Linked DNA regions of Mus musculus: region 1 is linked to region 2. Evidence: chromatin contacts called from public HiChIP or PLAC-seq data. All regions are on one chromosome and are shown on one strand. Each heading gives the region's core, a stretch centred on a gene start, on an enhancer-like site or on the middle of the called end of the contact. The rest is flanking DNA. Distances are from core to core; before and after follow the strand shown. Region 1 has its middle 21 kb from the start of Gm46937. Region 2 overlaps Clnk (cytokine-dependent hematopoietic cell linker).

Evidence for each region. HiChIP or PLAC-seq counts read pairs in DNA pulled down with a chosen protein or histone mark.
Region 1: an H3K27ac HiChIP or PLAC-seq map of extraembryonic endoderm stem cells shows a contact between it and region 2, with 3 times the contacts expected there. The contact joins two enhancer-like sites. A contact is called at or near these places in 3 of 115 datasets of contacts at active chromatin or transcription factors (differentiating embryonic stem cells, extraembryonic endoderm stem cells and trophoblast stem cells).

What each region holds. Positions count from the first base shown.
Region 1 is chr5:39,100,462-39,105,370 of GRCm38.p6, forward strand. No RefSeq gene overlaps it. Among named protein-coding and RNA genes, the nearest start is that of Gm46937, 21 kb to the left of the region's middle. Within about 2 kb of position 2,605, at least 2 of the 459 cell types and tissues checked have an H3K27ac peak or open chromatin away from gene starts, as enhancers often do. A contact at or near this core is called in extraembryonic endoderm stem cells, where this site is marked.
Region 2 is chr5:38,847,586-38,851,962 of GRCm38.p6, forward strand. All of the region lies in intron 2 of Clnk (cytokine-dependent hematopoietic cell linker), which reads right to left. Among named protein-coding and RNA genes, the nearest start is that of Clnk, 27 kb to the right of the region's middle. Within about 2 kb of position 2,741, at least 9 of the 459 cell types and tissues checked have an H3K27ac peak or open chromatin away from gene starts, as enhancers often do. A contact at or near this core is called in extraembryonic endoderm stem cells, where this site is marked.

The DNA.
Region 1 (4,909 bases), core at 1,355-3,854, 250 kb after region 2:
ACCAGCTTTCTTCTATCTTGACCTTGGGTGTTGGTTTTAACTACAAAGCGGTGCATCCCTAAGCCGGGGCTTTTGATATCCATGCCATGGTGTTTCTCTGAAGTTGTGGAAACTGATGCCCATACTTTGCAGGCATTTCTTGTATTCACTCACACATTTTTTCCTCTGTGGTGATCTCTGGTGCTCCCTGCTTTCTTCTTCTATGGAGGAAGGCTTATTTACATTTTTACTTGTAGGATAGAAAAACTAAAACCTTGGGGGCCAATCATGTCTCTTGTATTTCAATTACTAAAACCCCCAGTCATGTCTCCCACAGCCTTTCCTGGTGTCTCCATCACTGGTGTTCTCCACAGACCACTGAGTCCAGTCAAACTAACTTCTGCCTAAGACACCCATGATAAACTTGTTTGGTTTCATGGATGTTCTGCCAAATAGTTTTCTGTCTCATACATATAAGAAGAGGTAGGTCCTGATAACTAGCACTGGTCTTTCTCAAATTCAGAACCACTGTGAACTAAATCCCAAAGCCATATCCTGCTTGATGAGACATTCTACTACATTCTAGGCTAATTAAATTATTCCTTGTGATACTGAGGACATCCTAGAAAATATAGGCTTTCGTAGCATAGGCCGAGTATTTAAAAACCACAAATAAACAATTAAATATGCCATTTTTCATACATATCCTGCATACTTCCAATACAATGAGTTAGAAGAATGATACTTTTATCATTTAAAAGTTGTTGTATCCATACCACCTGAAAGGAATGATAGGATAAGCCAGCACGGTGTCTTTCTCTTTTGCCTCATTCACATCTTTGTTTAAGTCTTGCCTGGGCTCTGAAGTAGCATCCATTTTAAAGTTGGTTACCTGCACACCTCCAAGGCACTTAGGTGCAGGCACATCTTCAAGAACTGAGGGTCAGATATACAGGAAGCATTTATCTTGGGGCTGAGAAGTAAACATCATGAAAGTGGATGTTCATTATGAGAACTTATGTTAATATCATCACAAAACACAAGGCTACAAGTAAATGATGCACACATTTCCTTTAATAACTGTGTGTATGCTGTATGTATATGCACATGTATGTGTATATGTGCACATACATGTGTGTTGGTATTGTGAGCATGTATGTGTGTGTGTATATGCACGTGTACTCCTTTGCATATGTATGCATGTGTCTTTATGTGCACATGTGTGCATGCACATGTGTGCATATGTGCATAAATGCATATGCACATACTTTTATATATGTGCATATCTGTGTGCATATATACTTGAATGTGTGAATATATAATCAATATGCATATGTACATTTGCACATGTTGTATATATGCATGAGATGCATGAGTGAGTGTGTGTGTGTGTGTGTGTGTGCATGTGTGAGTGTTTTAAGGAAACTCTTAATACATAGAGCTCTGGGTTAAGAATCACCCACTAAAATTTACCACTTGTACCTCCCAGGTTATTATGATCCAGCTGAACAGATATTAATTAGGAATATGGAATCACTGTCCTTACTTAGCAAGTAGTACTAAAGTCAGTCATTCCTTTTAAAATAATGAGAGGTTGCAGGCATAGATGACTTTGGAAAGGCAAAGTTCTGCAAATGGAAAATTGCCATTGCATAAAAACTACAGTGGATAAAGACACAATGAAGCATCACTCTGCTTTTGTAGTTTTATTAGTTATTTTATGGGATGAGAGTTCACACCCACGCTGTCATGTTACTAACTGTTCAGTGTTTACTGGTACAATGCCATGAGGTTTGAAGTGCACTTCCAGTTGCAGGTGAAGGAGGACGGTAGTTTTAAGGGAGCCCCAGACAAGAGATGGATTAGAAACGTAGTTGGGTAAGCATTTAGAGACACAGATAAAACAGTTTCAAATACTAAGCCCCAGGCAAATGCCCTGCATTCCATGCTGAGATCACAGGAACCCATGTCAGGGCAGGCACCTTACGAAACCATCTAAGAGCAAGGTGCAAGAACATGAAGCGGGGAAAATGAGGGTAGGTGTGTGCACAGTTAAATATATCTATTCCCTCATAAAAAAGAAGTTCATTCTTGCCCTCTGAGCAGATATGTGAGATGGGTTTAAAGATGAAAGCAAAACAAGTTTATTGTAGTTACCGGGGCTTCTCTCTTGCATTCCATGCAACTAAAAGGAAGAAAGGAAGGATGACGACCGACAAAGAGCAAAGGATTCCTTTTAACACCCATAGGGCTAAAATGCAAGACTGCTAGAGAGAGTAGTCACCAAGTATGTCTCCTGACACTGATGGCCATTCATCCATTTTTGCCTATGTGATGCCAAAACCTCCCTTCCTCCCTACAATAGGACCTCTCTGGAGATGCAGAGCATGTCATGGAGTTCTCTAAGGGACCCTTTTCTATGTATAGATCCATCTCCTAGATTCTTCCTTATAAATTACCACAAACCACAAAGAATCAAAGATATATTTTCTTATAGTTCCAGAGTTCAGAAATGAAGTTGATAATAGGGCTGAGTTTTTGGCAAAAGCTCTCAGAAAGGATGATTCTTTGCTTCATTTATTTTCTGGTGGTTCTATGAGTTTCTTATCTTGTAGCTACATTGCCTCCATCTTTGTCTCTATTATCACATAGGATAACTACTATTGATACAGGGTCCACTTTAAATCCAGGATGGTGTTATCATGAAATTACTTGGGTAAAACCCATTTTCTAAATAAGATCATATTCACAGATTGGGTATTAGCACTTATAGCTTTAGGAGTCATTCTTCATGATGATTACATTTAATTGTCATTTGTCACAGTGTAGAAAGAGTCTCATCGAGGAATTTTCTAGAGCAGATTAGTCTGTGGGCACACCTGAGGAATTGTCTTGAATAGGTTAATGGATGTGGGAAGACTCAGCCTGAAAATGGATCAGAACTGAGTAGGAGCAGAGGGCGTGCACTGAGTAGTAAGTATGCATACACCTATTTGATCTCATCTCTTGTGTACAGGTGTGCCTAGATGATTTGACTTCCCTGAAATGACAAACCAACTACATGAGATTGTAAACCAAATAAAACCTTTTGTCTTCTAAATCTTTTCACTGAGGTGTTTATCACAGCAACACAAATACAGCCAGACACTTCTCACCACACCACACTGTACAGCCTCTAAACGCTTCAGCCTCTGAACTCATTATCAAGGTAGGTCCCTCTTGCTCCCATTGTGAGCAAGGCATTTAAAGTAAACAAGATAGAGCCAATGATTTGATTAAAGGGGTATGCCCACTAAAAGCCAAAGATAGGAAAGCGACCATTGTTCTCTTGATAGGACAACAATGTAATTGTGATTTGACAGGTCGGGCACCTTTGCAGACTGTTTTTCAGATGTTACTCAGTTCAATTCTTTCACAACCTACAGAGTAGACTTTGCTTACTGTTTCAGAGATGAGGGAGCTGAAGCACTGGATTCTGGGAAATTTGCTGGAGCTTAACACAAGTCACTAGTCACCTGGGATTCTCTGAAAGAAGGCTGGTGGTGGAGACTCTTCTTTGCTCCTGGCCCACTGTGTCACTTGATATTCTTTCCTTGGCATCCTGTGGGATCCAAGACTGGCAGGCAGTGATGGATGCTGCTCTCTCTACACGTTCAATAGAGAACTGTTTGAGTAAATCACGTGCTCCATTCCCATGCCACTCAACAGCAGCTCAATGTCTTGAAAACATTTTATGATACTTTGAAATATCCACGAGGTAATGTTGAACAAAAATCAAATAATTTAAGAATAAATATAGTTTTAAAAAGCAAATCAGACAGAGTGTGTTATAATGTTAATACTGGCTGTTTCTAGTCTGGAATATTTTCCCTACTCTCATTTTTTATAGTTTTCAAATTGTCTGTAATAAGTCTATATTGCTTCCATGGAAAGGTGAAATCAAGACTGCTATTAATTTGGGACAAAACATTTAAGAAAAAAAAAAACAACCAAAAAATCTTATCCTCAAGCCTGTGGAGGAATATAATAATGAGAATGTAAAATTCTGAAGGCTGTTGCTTAGAAAGGGCCACTTATGGACAATCTTACTGAAAGCAGACCTTATCACGGCATTTAGTCCAAAGCACAATAACATCATGCTTCCAACGTAATGGGTCCCATTCCAGCCACCACAAGTGGAAAGTCTGCTGTGAAGATACATATAGACAAAAACCAGACAGAGGTGGAGAAGTTTAAGAATCTTTTAGATGCCAAGGTATCCAAGGACTAATTACTGTCTCTGTCTTTTTCTGCCTAAATGATGTCATTCACTTTTTCTTGGTGACCCCATTTTATATTTCATAGATGATCCAACTTCCCCTTGCAGTCAGAAGGCTCTTCTTGCCCTTTATGTTTGTCTCCACATCACAGGTAATTCATCATTTTGGCATGTACCCTTTAATATACACCTGTTATGGCTTTGAGCAGCAGCAGCTTCCTTTGACAACAATGCCTTTGCTCAATAGCAAGATCCTGCTAGTTCATGGATTGGCTGCCTTGCCAATCCATGTGTCTTTTTTCTGGTTCAGTTCTTATGGATGCCGTGAGTAAGGAATTTCCCATAATTGGATGGTTTCCATAGCAGGGACTGTGAAAAATGAATATTCCACATGGTTCGTGTAGTAAGGAGTTTACCTTTCTTATAAAACAGGCTTTATATGAGAAACAGAAATAAGTGATTCCAGGATCAACAGTCCAACATAGAACTTCATTTCTAAGTGAAATGCAGGAAAAATCTGTATTAATGTGGCCAAATTGGGGAAAAAGATAAAGAGGTCTAGTGATTTCCCCACCTACCCCAGACCTATTTTGAAATACTTTATTTGAAGTTATGGTTTAAGTAGAAGACCAGAATTTTACACATACACACACACACACACACACACACACA
Region 2 (4,377 bases), core at 1,491-3,990:
CTAAATTGTCCTCAGACCTCCATACTTGCACAAACCAACAGATGGACCAAATTAGTAATAAGTTAAAAAAAAATTAAAGGAATTTTAAGGGCCTTGGATAGGTTTGTTTCTGTTGGCTCAGTCCTGCTTGGATGGCGATTTTCTCTACCCAGGTGAGTCATGCTGTAGCTAATGTGGCATTTGAAGGGTGTCCTCAAGCTTGCCACCTGTGTGTGCGCTCCTGACATGTATTAATCTTACCCTTCAGAACAGGAAGCTGGAGAGAGAGATGGTTGGGTGGTGAGGCCAGGATTGACTTTTAGGCTCAGCCAGGTGTGTCTGTAACTAACAAGCTGGATCCCTGCTCACATCTGTAATCCCAGTTCCCAGTGAAGAGAGGCAGGGTTGGTAGATCCTTCCTGGGAGGAGCAGGAAGAGTGATGGAGAACAACTTCCCTCTCCCATGTCTGCTCGTAAGCGCATCCACCACACTCCTGTGCACACACAGTAAGTTCTTATAGAAGATGGAAAATGCAAAAGTACAGAATGTTAAGCTATGATGGCACTGCTTTACCTGAGTGTCTGAATCCAAGCTAAGGTACCAGAAGCCCCGGCTCTCTGTCACCTGTGTGTGTGCGGGTAACAGAACTGTTACATTGAGCTTATGAGAAGAATACAGATAAGTGAGAAACAGCACTTGGTGTAACTAGTGAGTCGGCAAAACTAATGTTTTTGTGAAATTTCAATTTTGGAACCTGAAAGAAATGTTGCATTGTTCTGTTTAGCCCATAGTCTCTCTAAAAATGAGTAAAAGTTTAAGAAATACACACTGCTGGTGACAAAAAAAAAAAAAAAAAAAAAAGAAAAAAGAAAAAAAAGAAAAAAGAAAAGAAAAAAAAAAAGAAACAAGTACAGGAAAAACTAGAATGAGAGAAGGGTGTGCGCATGTGGTCATACACCTACCCCCTTACCAAACTCCACGAAGGAAAGCAAGCCCCGCAATAAGGAAATAGAAGGGGAGGCTACAAACATTTAAAACAAGGGAGATGCTTTAATATCGAGGGCAAGCTCACAGATTCCAGTTGCTCCAGTCTTTCCCAGAGTGTGTGCAGATTTGACAAGACAAACAAGGACTCCCGAAGAGGAGCCCCTGCCTTCGAGGCTGACTGGTTGATAAAATCTTCAGTGACAAGGCAGAGTTTGGAAAGTTGCTGATCTCATAGGCTAATTACAGTTTCTTTGGGGGCAATTTTATGCTGTAAGAGACCATCCCTGGCCCACCTCTGTATCAGACCTGACATTCTGATAAACAGATAAAAACCTTTGGAATGTATTGACATCACAAAGCCCTATTTACTATGAAAGATCAGGCTAAAGAATTTGAGGCTATGAGATAACATTGTGGGTATGCAGCTGATGTCCTCGTACCCGCTATATCAGCTCCCTCACGTTCCCACCCATGAATTTAAAAATTGTCTTGATTTATAATGTTCTTTGTTCCATTACCATAAAAATTCCATGTCATTGCTTTCATGTTGGAACATTGTATTCGAGGATCTATGTTCCTAGCCCACAGTCACCCACATTTAGCTTTAGAACAAACTATCTTTTATTCCCCTTGAGGCAAAAGCTGAGGGTTTTTTTTTTTTTTTGCATCAACAATACATAGTCTCTTACAACTAATTAATACTTAAAGTTTTTGAAAAAATAAAGGAAGGAAACGAGGCCTTGTGAAAGATGGTGGGAAATCATTTCACAGTTCTTCTTCATTTGCTTCGCTTTTGCATCTTGGTGGGTAAAACCCTTCAAAACCGCATGGATGTAAAGCTGGAAATTGTTTTATTCTTCAAAGGATTTTTGTTCAAGCAAACAATAACAGTGACAATGGGGACACAAATGCCTGTAATTGCAGCCGGTCACCGAGGAAGTGGTGCAGGCCTGGTGCAGGCCATCAAAAGCCAGCCCTTCTGTAGGGCCTTTAAAAAGCCACCAGCCCAATTCAGGCCTCTATTCTCCTCATTTTGCTCTGTAGTTCACTGCCACCCCCGCCCGCCCCACCCCTGGAAAAAAAGCACCCATCAATAGAGAGACACAGGAAATTAAATTTCACCATTCACTAGAAATAGTCAAGCAATTATCTCTCCAATTACTCAGAATCAGTTTTAAGGAACAAAAGTCAAATTATCAGTCAGTTTAGTGTTCTTCTTTCCATTCAAACCTGATAGAACTTCCCCAGCTGCTCTCATTACTTATGAACATCCATCCGGTCTCTCGTCTCCTTTTGTGTTTGTTAACAGGCTCAAGTCAGATTGCACCTCATTTAAGGATGACCCTTCTAGAGCAGACGCTCACTTCAATTTTTGTTCCTGTGACAGTAAAGCCATTTCTTCCAGGTTTAACACAACCATCAAGCCATCACGAAGCACAGCACCTTGACCCTCCATCACAACAATGAAATAGCAAGACCACACAGTAATATCTACTTTATGGAACTAGGTAGACAGAAATCCAACAGAATCCCACCTAATGCTCCGTCCATCTTCACATTCATGCGATAGAAGGTTGAACAAGCAATGGAACTCCCAAGATTCAGCCCTTGAGCCATTGTTTATGCTTGGGTGGGATTGTTGGCTAATGCAGCTATTGAACTCCATACGCAACCTCAGTAAGCTCTTTGATTCAGCAAGATAGACTTGGATGTAGTCATTTCTTTGAACTTTGCTGCCTTATTGTTGGGTGAGAGATATTAGTGGGTTCAAAGGTCACTGGGGATAGTTTCCTCCCCCTACCATCTGAGGCTTATCAGACAAGGAACTGAAATACCAGGACTGATTAGAAGACTGGAGATTTCTGGCCCTGGGTGGGGACATGCCTATCTGAACTGCCTGGAAGTCTTAAGATCATTGTCTAGTTGGAGGCTTTCTGGTAAAGAACAATGAACCCAAATGGGACTGTAGTCACCTGCACAGGAAAATGCCCCTCAGGAAAACCTGCCAGTTCTAGAGATTCCAGAACTACTATGAAAGCCTGCTTAAACTGTGGCGCAATGGTCTGTTTGGTCAGTGTCTACTCTCACCCTTTGAGGGTATTCTCTGCTCCACAATGTAGTCTCTTTGACTACATTGTCCATTCTTGGCCCTTGAGAGTGAGCTCTGCTCTGCAACAATCCCTTTAGCCATTGCTCACTCCTGTTCCTTGAGAGTGCATCCCTTTACTCTGAAGTAAACCATGTCTCCATTCCTCACTGCACTCCATCTTATCTGAATTCTTTTAGTGCCTATCTCAAGGACCAGGGAGCTGAGATGAGTGCAGAGTCACATCCTGGTGACATTATTTGGGACAAATAGATATTTATTTATATCTCCCCATGAAAGCTCATGCAACAGCCGGTCCACAGAGTAACCATGTGATCCTCTCTGTTCTCCCGAATCCCAGTACATACCTAGTGGACTTCTTTGCTTGCACACTAGGATTCGTTCATTTATTTCCATTCTCACCTAGAATGAATGATCCGCCATCATCCAAGAAGTTATATAAACCCAAAACTGAGCTTTAATATCCAACAGCATAGGCCTTGCGAGTGTAGTAATTGTTATGTATAAAATAAACATACGATCTGTTCTAGGCATTGAGTTCTGTTAAATATAATAAACTAAAGCAGTAGCTCAAAGTGATTCTCTCTCTGTCTCTGTCTCTCTCTCATCTCTTTTGGTTATCAATTTGTTGGATTCCTCTTGGGTTCTTTGGTGCTATTCTATTGAGAAGATGCCTCAAGAATGACCAGAATGCATGCTAGAGATGGCTTGTTGGCAGTCATGTCTGATGCCTAGTGCCCTAGCCTCACAGTCTCTTTTGAGCTCTCTGTGTTGCATGGTGATGATAGCACACAATCTGGGTGGTTGCTGACTCCCTAAGTAGAAAGTAGAGCTAAATGGATATTTAAATGAAATCCCTAATCTTGGTGCCAGGTCTCTTTCATCACATTCTGTTGATTAAACTATCACATGATCATGCCGTTTATAGGAAGGAGAGAAGACTCATCTCTGAAAGGTTTGATTTCAGGTAACAAAAGCAATCATAACAAAAACAAATGGGTGGAAATATTGTCATGATGTTTGCAAACCACCATTGGCTTCGTGTATGAAAGGCTCCCTCTTTGTATGGAAGGCTCTCTCTCTGTGCTGTCCACAGTGCTAAACACATTGTGTTAAGCCATTTGACATTTTCGACAGTGCTTTGAGAAAGCTACCATTGCTATCATTTTTACGTAATAGTAAGAACAGCACGAGAAGTCAAAATACGTGTTTATAGTCTCATAGCTAAAGAGCATCAGAGAGAACATGGCCATCAGACTGTTCTAGAGTCTGAACTCTTAATCACAGAAGTATTTAGTTGCTC